2 separate regions of the Hordeum vulgare genome follow, and region 1 is linked to region 2. The links are chromatin contacts, called in public Hi-C maps. All regions are on one chromosome and are shown on one strand. Each heading gives the region's core, a stretch centred on a gene start, on an enhancer-like site or on the middle of the called end of the contact. The rest is flanking DNA. Distances are from core to core; before and after follow the strand shown.

What was found. A called contact is a pair of places that touch in the nucleus more often than the background predicts.
Region 1: a Hi-C map of seedling shows a contact between it and region 2, with 1.9 times the contacts expected there. The contact joins two enhancer-like sites. A contact is called at or near these places in 1 of 6 Hi-C or Micro-C datasets (seedling) and 1 of 1 datasets of contacts at active chromatin or transcription factors (embryo).

Annotation. Positions count from the first base shown.
Region 1 is chr4H:313,784,082-313,790,080 of MorexV3_pseudomolecules_assembly, forward strand. No RefSeq gene overlaps it. Among protein-coding and RNA genes, the nearest start is that of LOC123448551, 1.0 Mb to the left of the region's middle. Within about 2 kb of position 2,075, at least 3 of the 3 cell types and tissues checked have open chromatin away from gene starts, as enhancers often do. A contact at or near this core is called in seedling, where this site is marked.
Region 2 is chr4H:313,601,296-313,606,959 of MorexV3_pseudomolecules_assembly, forward strand. No RefSeq gene overlaps it. Among protein-coding and RNA genes, the nearest start is that of LOC123448551, 830 kb to the left of the region's middle. Within about 2 kb of position 1,711, at least 3 of the 3 cell types and tissues checked have open chromatin away from gene starts, as enhancers often do. A contact at or near this core is called in seedling, where this site is marked.

The DNA.
Region 1 (5,999 bases), core at 825-3,324, 180 kb after region 2:
CAATGTTGAGAGGCTGAGATTTAACATGTGGTAGGCAGCGAGACATAATGAAAGAAATGAGACAACTAGCATGGCATTGGTAGTAATGGTATCTAGGGAAATGGTCATCTTGCATGTGATCCTTCTTGGAAGAAGAACGAAACTGTGAAGCAGACGAACCAACGTAGTCGAACGATACTCACAATCCGAAGCGGATCGGAACTCTATCAAGAAGAAGCAAACTGGAAACAAGAATCAGCACACGATATTCACCAAGGCACATGCACGATCTGATGCACAACCTAATATGTCCATTTCAATTATGCAAGGCATGGCATGACGATTCACAACATAAAACACTACACATTAAGTGAAGCTCAATATGCAACGAGTTGCATATTGACGAAACTCCACATTCGGATTATTTAGTTCTCTCCCGTTTAGGTACACAACTATTTTAAAATGTTGTTAACATCGCAAGAGGTGAAGCATGTGATTCTACACGTGATTCTAGTCGGTTACACATATAGCTCATCTCCAACGGAGTTACGGCCTACAAGATACGAGCAACGCAAGATATTATGCCATGAATGCAACATGCATGCAATTTTATTAAACACTGGCAAGAAGGATATGAAGCATGTGTCGCCATGGCAAATGAAAGGGAACCATGGCAGCGAAACGGAAATGATGCCACGACAACGTTCCTGTCTTGATAACTCGATGAGATACCGGTGCCAACGATTGGGAACGTGTGTGTGTCATGCCAAAGAATGATGGGGTGGTCCCGGTTACCGGGTTCCCATGTGTCGGGGGCACGCAATAGAGGGTCAACATGCAACTAGTATGGCATCTACCAAACGGACAACATTGCCTCTCATACAACAATGCTTTCATCCATGGGTATCGTCTCAGCGGTATACCTTTGAAGCGTGCCTCTCGAAGCGGATCAAGTTGTAGCGGTGTAGTTGTACATGAGTCGTCGTGGATGTCATGGAAATATTCGTACTACCGATCTTGTCGACGGTAGTCGTACACTTCGCGTAGTGTACTCGAGCGTATCGAAGGCGGTGGTACTTGTACACGGGTTGGAGAGGGACTTGGCGAATCCCCGTAGTCGAACATGTTCGTAGATGATCAGATAGTCTGCAACTGGGGGTACTATGCGGCTTCCGGGTCTACGGTGTAGTCGAACCAAGACAAGGCAACACAAGGCCTCGATGGTGCGACTTCTCACGGCCATTAGACTCAGGCGAACCAACAACAGCAGTTGGCGATGCAACAGAAAGCAGGTGTGCGCGCGGAGGTGTCAAAGGCGTAGCAGCAACAGCAAAGGAGTTGCGGTTGAGGAGAAGTCGGTCGGGCCTTGTCGTTTGGTGGGCTGCACGAGGCCTCCCTAAGCTGTCCCAGGCAGAGGCCGACGCACCGGGCGCTGGTGCCTCCTCGCTCCCGAGCGGGACGAGGCCATGGCGGCACCGGCTGCCAACACGGACGGCGGGCAATGGCGCAGCCTCGGGGACGACGCAGGAAGGCGGATCCGGCGGCGGGCGAAGCAGGGAGACGGAGGCCGCAAGATCCCGTCGACGAGGAGGTCCCTAGCAAAGCTCAGATCGGCAGCCAAACCATGGTGGACAGGGAGCTCCACGGCTCTGGCGGCGCGACATCTTGGGGGAAGTGGAGGCGATGCAACGCGGAGATGGGGCAGCGAGGCGCACGGGCGCGGGCTTGACCTCCGGCGAGCTCGTCGGGCTGGCTAGGACGACGGCAGGGCGGCGAGGCGGGTTCGGCTGGCCAGAAGGAGGCGAGACGGCCAGCGGCTTCAGCACCATAGCATGACGGCGCTAAATGGCGACTATAGGGAGCCCTCGGGCGCAGAGTTGGCCATCTTTGGCGGGGCAGCAGAGGGTCCCTAGCATTCAGCTCTAGCAAGGGGCGGATGCAGGGGACGAGCGGTCATGAGAGGAGCTCGGGAGAAGCCCCAGTGTCGCGAGCATGGGGAGGTAGAAACTGGAAGATTTTTGGATCAGGAGCTCAGGCATTTGGTTGGTTCGGCAATGTACACGAGGCTGGATTGGACTGGGGAAAAAATAGGTGGCGGCGAGCTGGATGGGACACGGCTAGGGTTTGGTCTAGGGTTAGCTCTAGGTGGACTACATTCGTATAGGTGAATTGGTTAGGGTTTTTTTTTGGTCTTTCTGATTGTCATCCGATGGTCGAGAAATATAGGCTAGGGTAGACCAAAGAAAAAACAAAGATGTTGGGGTAAAACAAAGTTGATCCGGACCCATCGGTCACTATCACCGGGTTCAGGTTCGGGGAAAGTTTCCGAACTAGGTTGTGGGCAGGTTGAGTACACTGTGCACAAGGGCTAGACGGAGATGAGAGAGAAAATGGGCAACCCAGCAACACAGTTTAAAACAACAAAAAACGTCTAACAATGGGCCGACTATAGTGACACTATAGGTTTAACGGTTCGCGTATCAAACGAACCCCGATTGCGACAAAATTCGGCACGCGGTCTACCTACATTAAAACAAGATCGCACGCCAAGTTTCAACCCAATTCGAGAATGTTTTATACAGACTTTTAAAAACAAGATTTAAATTGTGTCTTGGGCGCGTGCATGTGTGGTTGGTCTTGAAAAGTTCAATGATAAAACGAAGAGAACCGGCAACTAATAACGGATGCTAGTTTTGAAAACTGGCGGCAATGGAGTGCCAATGCAATGTGGATGATGCGCATGATGCAGTGATGAATGCAACAGCCAAACGAATCACACGACGAGAAGGGAATAAAAGGGGAATCTTCTAGAGCGTCGGTCTCGGGCTGTTACATTTTCCTTTAGGTTTTTATTTGAAAATAGTGCCTTATTTTAATAAAAGGGTTTTATTTTTACTCTTCTAAAAATACCTAGTTTATTTTTGTAAATTGGTGCAAGATTTTAGAAGCCCAAATATAGTTTTATCTTCTTCAAAACTTTTTTCCTTGTAGCCTTGTGAATTAATCAAGCAATCTGTTGCTTTTATTTGCAAAACCTTTTACACGCAGAGAGAGAGAGAGTGGTCGGCCCAACATTGTTGGAACCGGCCCAGGTCCACCATCGCGTCCCTTCTTCCTCCTTTCGACGTCACGCGTTGTATGAACCACAACTCCACCACCGATCCCACATTGGCCTCGATCATACGGCCAACAGAGCCCCCCCCCCCCCCCGTCCGACCTATTTAACCATGTCGTGCGCCTAGGGTTCCTCCTCGCCCATTCTCCCTCCTCCTCTTCCCCTAGCGCCGTCGGGGCAAGCTCCAAGCATCACCATCATCGCCATGGCCGCCTCCTGCTCAAGCTCGTCGTCGGCGTAGGCGTCGCCCCCTTCTTCCCCAGCTGCACCCGGAGGATGCAGACGCCAAGAGGGATCCATTCCCGTGGAGATCGGGCGCCGAGAGCTGCTACCTCGACATCCATGACGTCCGGCTCTTCGGCACCTCTCGAGAACACCTTCTGCAGCAGACCATGGACGCATCGTTCCCCCTTCATCAGAGCACCTCTTCTCCACCCCTCGGTGAGCAACACCCTACTCCCCTTGTCCTCTCTCCCTGTAGCCTCACCGTTGCCACATGGCACGTCGCCGCTGTTTTATCACGGAGCAGAGCAAGCAGCAGCAGCAGCAGCGCCTCACAGTAGCTGCAGCAGCAGCGCCTCGCCGTAGCAGCAGCAGTAGTGCTCGAGCGTGAAACCTCCGCTAGTAGTTTCCCTATGTTCTGACATGCGTGTGCGTGCCTGTATGTGCACCGGTGAGTTGTCGCCGACGACTCTCTGCTCTATCACGGAAGGCGCCCCTTTTAGCTAGACATGTGGGGTGGATCTCCTCTCTGTGAAGATCCAGTAGCATAGCCTGACTGGTAGGGAGAGCGTGGCGTAACCGAGAGGTTGATAGTTCGACACCCCCCCCCCCCCCCCGCGCGTGTAGTGGTTTTTATTATTGCGTTTGTCTGTGTTGCGGTAGGTTGTAGAACAGAATTTACTCTGGTTAACTTCCCTGTTCTAGCACCAATCCCGTACCTAGCCGAGCGGTGTGGCGCACTTTAGTGGCATATGCTATATGCCTCCCCTGTTAGTTCAGCTAAGACAGTGTAGCCTAGTGGTAGAGAGTGATGTTGTGTGCAGGGAGGTGGTGTGTTCGAGTTCCACTCATCCCATGTTAGTTTGATGTGCATTTTGCTAGTTGTTGTATCTGTGCCATTGACAGTGGGCCACAGGGTCCACCTGTCATGCACTAGCACCACTCGTGCCTATGACTAGTGGCCAACCTGTTAAATTGTGTTTTTTATTGTTTGTGGTGTATTTTCCATATCTGGAATATTCTAGAAGAGGAATATGCCAAATCTGGCACATGCAAGTTCAACCTTTGTTTTGTTGGAAATATGCCCTAGAGGTAATAATAAATTAGTTATTATTGTATTTCTTTGTTCATGATAATCGTTTATTATCCATGCTATAATTGTATTGATTGGAAACACAAATACATGTGTTGATACATAGACAACACACTGTCCCTAGTGAGCCTCTAGTTGACTAGTTCGTTGATCAAAGATGGTCAAGGTTTCCTGGCCATAGGCAAGTGTTGTCACTTGATAACGGGGTCACATCATTAGGAGAATCATGTGATGGACAAGACCCAAATTATGAACATAACATGTGATCGTGTCATTGCCGGAAGTGTACCGGGAGTGACGAATGGGTTCCGAGGGCCTAGTGGGTGGGCCCACCACGCCCCAAGGGGTCCGCGTGGGTTTATTGGATGTACAATAAGGTATAATGGGGTGAGAAAGTCATCCAAGGAAAGCCCATGAGGAAAAAGTGGAAAATCCAAAAGAGGTGGGAAAATAAGGAGGGAGTCCTAATCCAAGTGGGATCGGAGAAGGACTCCTCCCTTCCCCAAGTCGGCCGACGCAAGGAGGCCTTCTTGGCCGGCGCCCTAAGGGCCCCACCCCTTGGATCCTCCTATATATACTTGAGATTTAGGGCTATTTGAGACACAACTTTTCCATGTGCAATTCTAACCTACACCTCGTAGTTCTTCCTCTAGATTAGATTTCTGCGGAGCTCGGGCGGATCCCTGCAGGAATAGATCATCACCAACACCGGCGCGTCGTCACGTTTCCGGAGAACTCATCTACTTCTCCGTCTCTCTTGCTTTATCAAGAAGGATGAGATCGTCATCGAGCTGTACGTGTGTTGAACGTGGAGGTGTTGTCCGTTCGGCACTAAATCGGAACGGATCGTGGGACGACGGTGATTTAAATCACGAAGTTGTACCACTACATCAACCACGTTTCTTAACGCTTCCCGCTTAGCGATCTACAAGGGTACGTAGATCTAATCTTCTCTCGTAGATGAACATCACCATGATAGGTCTTCGTGTGCATAGGAAATTTTTTGTTTCCCATGCAACGTTCCCCAACAGTGGCATCATGAGCTAGGTTCATGCGTAGATGTTATCTCGAGTAGAACACAAAAGGTTTTGTGGGCGTTGATGTTCGATTTGCTGCCCTCCTTAGTCTTTTCTCGATTCAGCGGTATTGTTGTATTGAAGTGGCCTGGACCGACATTACTCATACGCTTACGAGAGACTGGTTTCATCGACTAACATGCAAATCGTTGTATAAAGATGACTGGCAGGTTCTTGTTTCTTCAACTTTAGTTGAATTGGATTTGACCGAGGCGGTCCTTGGAGAGAGGTTAAATAGCAATTTGCACATCACCGTTGTGGTGTTTGCGTAAGTAAGATGCGATCATACTATATACCCATAGCAGCCACGTAAAATATGCAACAACAAATTAGAGGACGTCTAACTTGTTTTTGCAGGGTATGCTTGTGATGTGATGTAACATCCCAAATTTTGGAATGTTAAAATAATTACTAGATTGTTTGTTCGTTTGCTTGAGTGATTGAAACTTGTGTGAAATTTGAAACTTTTCAAAACTTTTGAATGAGAGGGAATAAAATGATTTTCCCTTTTTTC
Region 2 (5,664 bases), core at 461-2,960:
TCTTCTATCGTTTTTTTTTCGTCCGTAGTCGGACCCTGCTCTTCTACATGATGACTATATATTACTGTATTGATGTGATCTTGATGTAGTTTGTGGCGAGTGTAAGCCAACTCCTTATACTCAAATTTTCAGTACATGTACTTGTAATGATATCCATTCTTGCAAAACAACGAGATGCATTTCTATCCCTGTCGAGGCCCTTGCACCAAAATAAGAATAGGATCGCATCTTGGGCGTTATATGGTGAGACCTCCTTATATTGATCTTGAATTTGAAAGATTTTATTTTTCTCTACTTCTTCTTAAGTGCAGGATTCACTCGACGGAAAGCACATATACGCTTCAGTACAACATCATATGCATCCGCTAGCTTTTTCTCTAATTAGCTTTACGTGCATACATGTCGAGGTAGCTCACGCACTACATATATACACATTAGTTTATTCCCATATTGCATGCATGTTAGGATTATATATACAGACGCATACTTTTCGGAATCAAAGTCTACATCGCAAAATAACATGTTGTATACGTGTATTTTTAAGTGCACGTATACCGGTTCTCTGGCCGGCGTGTATTTATACGTTTACGGATACCCGCATACACGGCTAACAACTCTACAGATACATGAAGAGTCACTCATTCGGCCAGGAAGCCAGCCCACCTGCAGCCAGCCAGGTATGTACAGCTGATAAGTTCTTTTGTTCACAGGCGTGTACATCAAGAAAAGAGGAGATAAGCGAAGTAGCAACTTCCTAGACTGGCGTACTGCCGTTCTCTCCGCCCCCTTGGGAGTCCCTCCTCCTTCCTCCCCATCCGGCCTCCATCTCCCTCGCCGCCGGCGGCCATGGTGGCCGGCATTGGGTGGGGTCGTGGTTTGGATTCTAGTTGTAGTTTTCTTCTTGACAAATAAAGTGACGCCCAGAACTGGAGGTCTCTTCCGTGAGGCATGTTCTTCTCTCCCTTGGGGCCATGCTGATGGTAAAGAGGCGGAGAGAAGGTTCACCTCCGATGAGGGATTCTTTGAAGGCGTCTCACTGCCGTTTCCATGGCGAAGTTTAGGTCCGTCCGGCTTCACTCCCACTTCTTCCCAAATTTCTTGCTGGAATAATCCGGTTTATGGATTCTGCAAGAGGAGCCTTTGATCATCCTCAACTTTGATTGCCACCATGGTGGCGGATAAGATGAAGAGGACGAGGGAGATGGAAGCTGCTGATGAGGTTGGTGTTATCCATCGATGGTTATCGTGTCAGGGCTACGGCGTCCGCCGGCTGCCGACCTTCAGCACACCAGCATCGACTCTTTTGGCCGAACGGCGGCCGCTCTTATTCCTTCTGGCCTTGATGCCTAAGGGGAGGCTGTGCAGCTCTGACCCGGTGTTCATGGTCTTGTTCTCACTCGCGCCCCGCTGTCGGAACAGGAGCAATGGAGGTCCCGTCATCACAAGTGGTGTAGTCCCCGGAGATGGCGAGATTGCAACCGTGAAGGAGTTGGTTTGGACCCGATTGCGTTTTCTATTCTCTGTTGGGGGTCCTCTCTGCAAAAGTCAGGGACTTAGTTGTGTTTTAGGTTTTCTTGTGGGTCCTGTTGTAAAATGTTCGATCATGCTTATCTAATGGAAAATTCTAGGTCCTTTGGGACCCTACCTCTGTTCAAAAAAAGAGGAGACAAGCACAACCAATACCAGTATGGAAATCACGCATAGCAAACCGGCCGGCTGGATAAGATCTCCCGCTGTAACGACTGCCTAAGATCACGCACGCGGATGCCATCCATTCCTCCTCCTCCTCCTGCCTATATATAGAGGCACAAGGCCATTCGAACAAGGGGGCACGCCCAAGCAGGAGATCCATACAACAACCCATGCACCCATCCATCCAATAACCCACGAAAACACATCCTGACGTTGCACACACCTCCATCCATCCCAACACTCACATTCATCCATCCACGCATAGCACATCCATCAAGGAACAACCGAAGGCCGGCAAGAGACAGGAGCACCCTACGCCCGGTGTAAGATGGATGGATCTCACATCAGGAGTGGCTAGGGTTTGTGGCGACATGGCGTGTGGAGATTGCTCGCTCCCTGAAGGCACGTTCATCGTGTGCTTACAGGCAGAGGAATACAACTAAGACAGGTTCGACCTGAGCCGCCGTCCGAGTCGCTAAGTGCTTACACACGTGTCAAGGGCTATTTATCTATAGTTCCACTCTGGGCTGGAGTTCCACTTGGGCCGCGCCACCTTTCGAATGGGCCTTCGTCTTGGGTCGGCTTGGGTCTTGGCGTGTGATATACCCTCCTCCTGGCTCGATTCCTTCCCGACATCTTTAGATATGCCTAAGGTCGATCCTTCCTTCAGTTCGTCAGGTGGTAGCTCGTCCTCTGCATCAGTGTCGCTGACATTCACCCGTCCTTGAGAATCGTCTTGTCCCCAAGCCGGTGCACGGGGAAACTTTTGCCTTAAGAATTCCAAATCTTCCCATGTAGTAGCATCATCAGAAGATTCAGACCAACGGACTAGCACCTGAGCCACCATCTTGTCACCTCTGCAGCACACTCTCCTCTGCAGAATCTGAAGAGGAACTTGTAATGCCAAATCTTCCCATGTAGTAGCATCATCAGAAGATTCAGACCAACGGACTAGCACCTGAGCCACCATCTTGTCACCTCTGCAACACACTCTCCTCTGCAGAATCTGAAGAGGAACTTGTAATGCCACATGAGGAGAAGGTAAACCTTTCTCAGCACTGATTGCATGGGGAACAAAACGTTTGAGCTATGAAACATGAAATACTAGATGAATTCGACTGCCTTCTGGAAGGTCCAATTTGGAGGCCACTTCTCCAATCTTGTCCACAATCAGGAAGGGTCCAAAGAATTGAAATGCCAAGTTGTGATTTTGCCTAGAATAAACAGAATTCTGACCATAAGGTTGCAACTTAAGGAACACAGAATCAACAATATGAAATGACCTCTCAGTTATTTTCTTGTCAGCTTGATTTTCATCCTCTGCTGAGCCCTAAGCAAGTGTTGCCTAACTGTTTTAGTTACCAACTGTGTTGAATGCATCCAGTCCTGTAATTCCATTGGGTCAATAGTATCTGTCTCGCTAATACCAAAGTATCTAGGAGTGTAACCATACAAGACTTCAAAAGGAGACTTCCCCAAAGCAGAATGCCAGTTGGAATTATACCAAAATTCACACCGTGATAACCATTTACTCCATTTATAGGGCTGAGCACTCATAAAACACCTAAGATAGCATTCAATCTGTTGGTTAACCCTTTCTGTTTGCCCATCAGTTTCAGAATGATTTGATGTGCTCATGTTCAATTGAGTACCAGTTTTATTGATCAATAATTTCGAAAACTGGCGAGTGAACAGAGGGTCCTTATCAGAAATAATCACCTTGGGCATTTCATGTAGTTTGTAAACATTATCCAGGAAAACTTAAGCAACTTTCTAGGCATTGAAGGGGTGCTTCAAAGCTATAAAATGCCCATATTTTTGTCAATTTATCAATAACTACCAGGATGCAGTTGTACTGAGAAGAAGAGGGAAGCCCACCAATAAAATCCATGGAAATAATATCCCAAGCAGTTTTTGGAACAGGCATTGGAGAAAGCAAACCAGGATATGGCACCCTTTTCTGGTTTTGCCTTCTGACAAATCAAGCAAAACTTTACTTTAAGTAAAATGGACCTCTTCATACGAGCCCAAGAAAAGAGTGAATGGATCCTCTTGTAAGTTACTGGCAACCCTGAGTGACCACCCATAGGGCTCTCGTGAAAAGCTACAAAAATATTTTGATGCAATTCAGGATCAGGTCCTATCCAAATACTCTCCTTATACTTCACGAGCTCATTGACCACTGTATATGGTGGCTTGCAAGCTGGTGCTATAGCCAATTGTTGCAGAAGAATCCTTGCTTTCTCATACTGTTCATAACTAGCTATAATATCAGCCATCCAAGTTGGTTGATTACTTATTACAAAGAACAGCTGAGATCCATCAGAAGGCCTCCTAGACAAAGCATCAGCTGTACTGTTCTCTTTTCCCTGTTTATACTAAATCTGATAATTCAATCCCAAGAGCTTTGTCGACAACTTCTATTCCCAGATAGTATGTAATCTCTGATCCTGCAGATGAGCCAAACTTCTTTGATCTGTCTTGAGGAAAAACTATTGCACTTGCAAATAAGGTATCCACTTGTCAACTGCCAATAGGATGGCCAAGTACTCCTTCTCAAAAACTAACAGAGCTCTATTCTTTGGACCTGGTGTTTTACTGACAAAAGCCAAAGGATGACCCTGCTGCATCAGTACTACACCAATAGCATACTCACAAGCATCAGTTTCTTTCACAAAAGTTTTTGTGAAATCAGGTAAGCCGAAAACAGGAGCAGACACCAAGGCTTGTTTGAGTGTAACAAAAGCCTCTTCTGTGATACTAGTCCACACAAAACGAATACCCTTCTTCAACAATTCAGTCACTGGCCTAGCAATAATACCATAATGCTCAATAAACTTCCTGCAGTACCCACTTAGGCCAAATAATCCCCTAACTTCCTTGACATTCTTTGGAACAGGCCAATTTTGAACTCCTAAAATTTTGTCACGATCAATGGAAACACCATGTGCTGAAATAGTATGTCCTAGGTAAGTGTCACACCCTGTTTTTACCTCACATTCACTCTAGTTTCAAAATTTGAGTTTATTAAAACTTTTCAAAAACCAATACTGTGAGTGCCATGGTTGTCATTGTATGCTTGAATGAGTGGATTCAGAAACCATATTTCCACAACATAAATATTCTAAAAACAAAAGTTAGTTTTGACCATTTCAAAACCTTGCTTTCGGTTGCACTACAAGTCCTTGATAGCAAGGGAGTGCTTTACCGAAAGATGGTGATCTGGTTCTAAAACTATTTTTAACTCTCGAAACCATAAAATAATTATTTTCCTATTTTATATGCATGTCCATTTGTGAGGCCAGAAATAATAATCCTATATGGAAAATTACTTTTCTGCCTTAGAAAATCCGAGAACATTAGGAGATACTTAGAGGACATATATTTTTCATCCATAAGATTTTGAACGTCTATTTATATTCAAAATACTTGAGAAAACCCTTGAAAACTAATTATGTCTATTTTGATCTTTTGGATTATTTCCAAAGGAAATATTTACAATAAAATCCTAGAAAATTCCAGCAACCTTCCCAAGCTATATTTGGTGGCCACACCAACTTTCACCTCATTCCAAGCTGGTTTGGTCCTCCAAATAATCCTAAAACCCTCTTTGTCCAGAACCAAGTTGAAACATCTCTACATTGCAAAGTTTATACAAATGGGTAGAAACTTTGGAGGAGTGTTCAACACCCCAAAGGAGGAGTCTGTGCCAAAAATGGGATTTGCAGGAGGTAATCTACCCACGTTCCCTTTGTGAGGGACAGATCTGCCCATTTGGTGGTGATTTCAAGTTTGCATTGCCAACTTGTCCAATGAAGCTCAAATTTGGTGGAGTATCTTATTTTTGTATCAAACTTAATCCTCTTAACTCTCATCACCAGTGGTGAGGTGTTGCTATCCCAAACACATGTCGAACACCTTGTGTCATATTAGCAAATCATCTCCTACCCCACTCCACACCTAAGCTCTTCC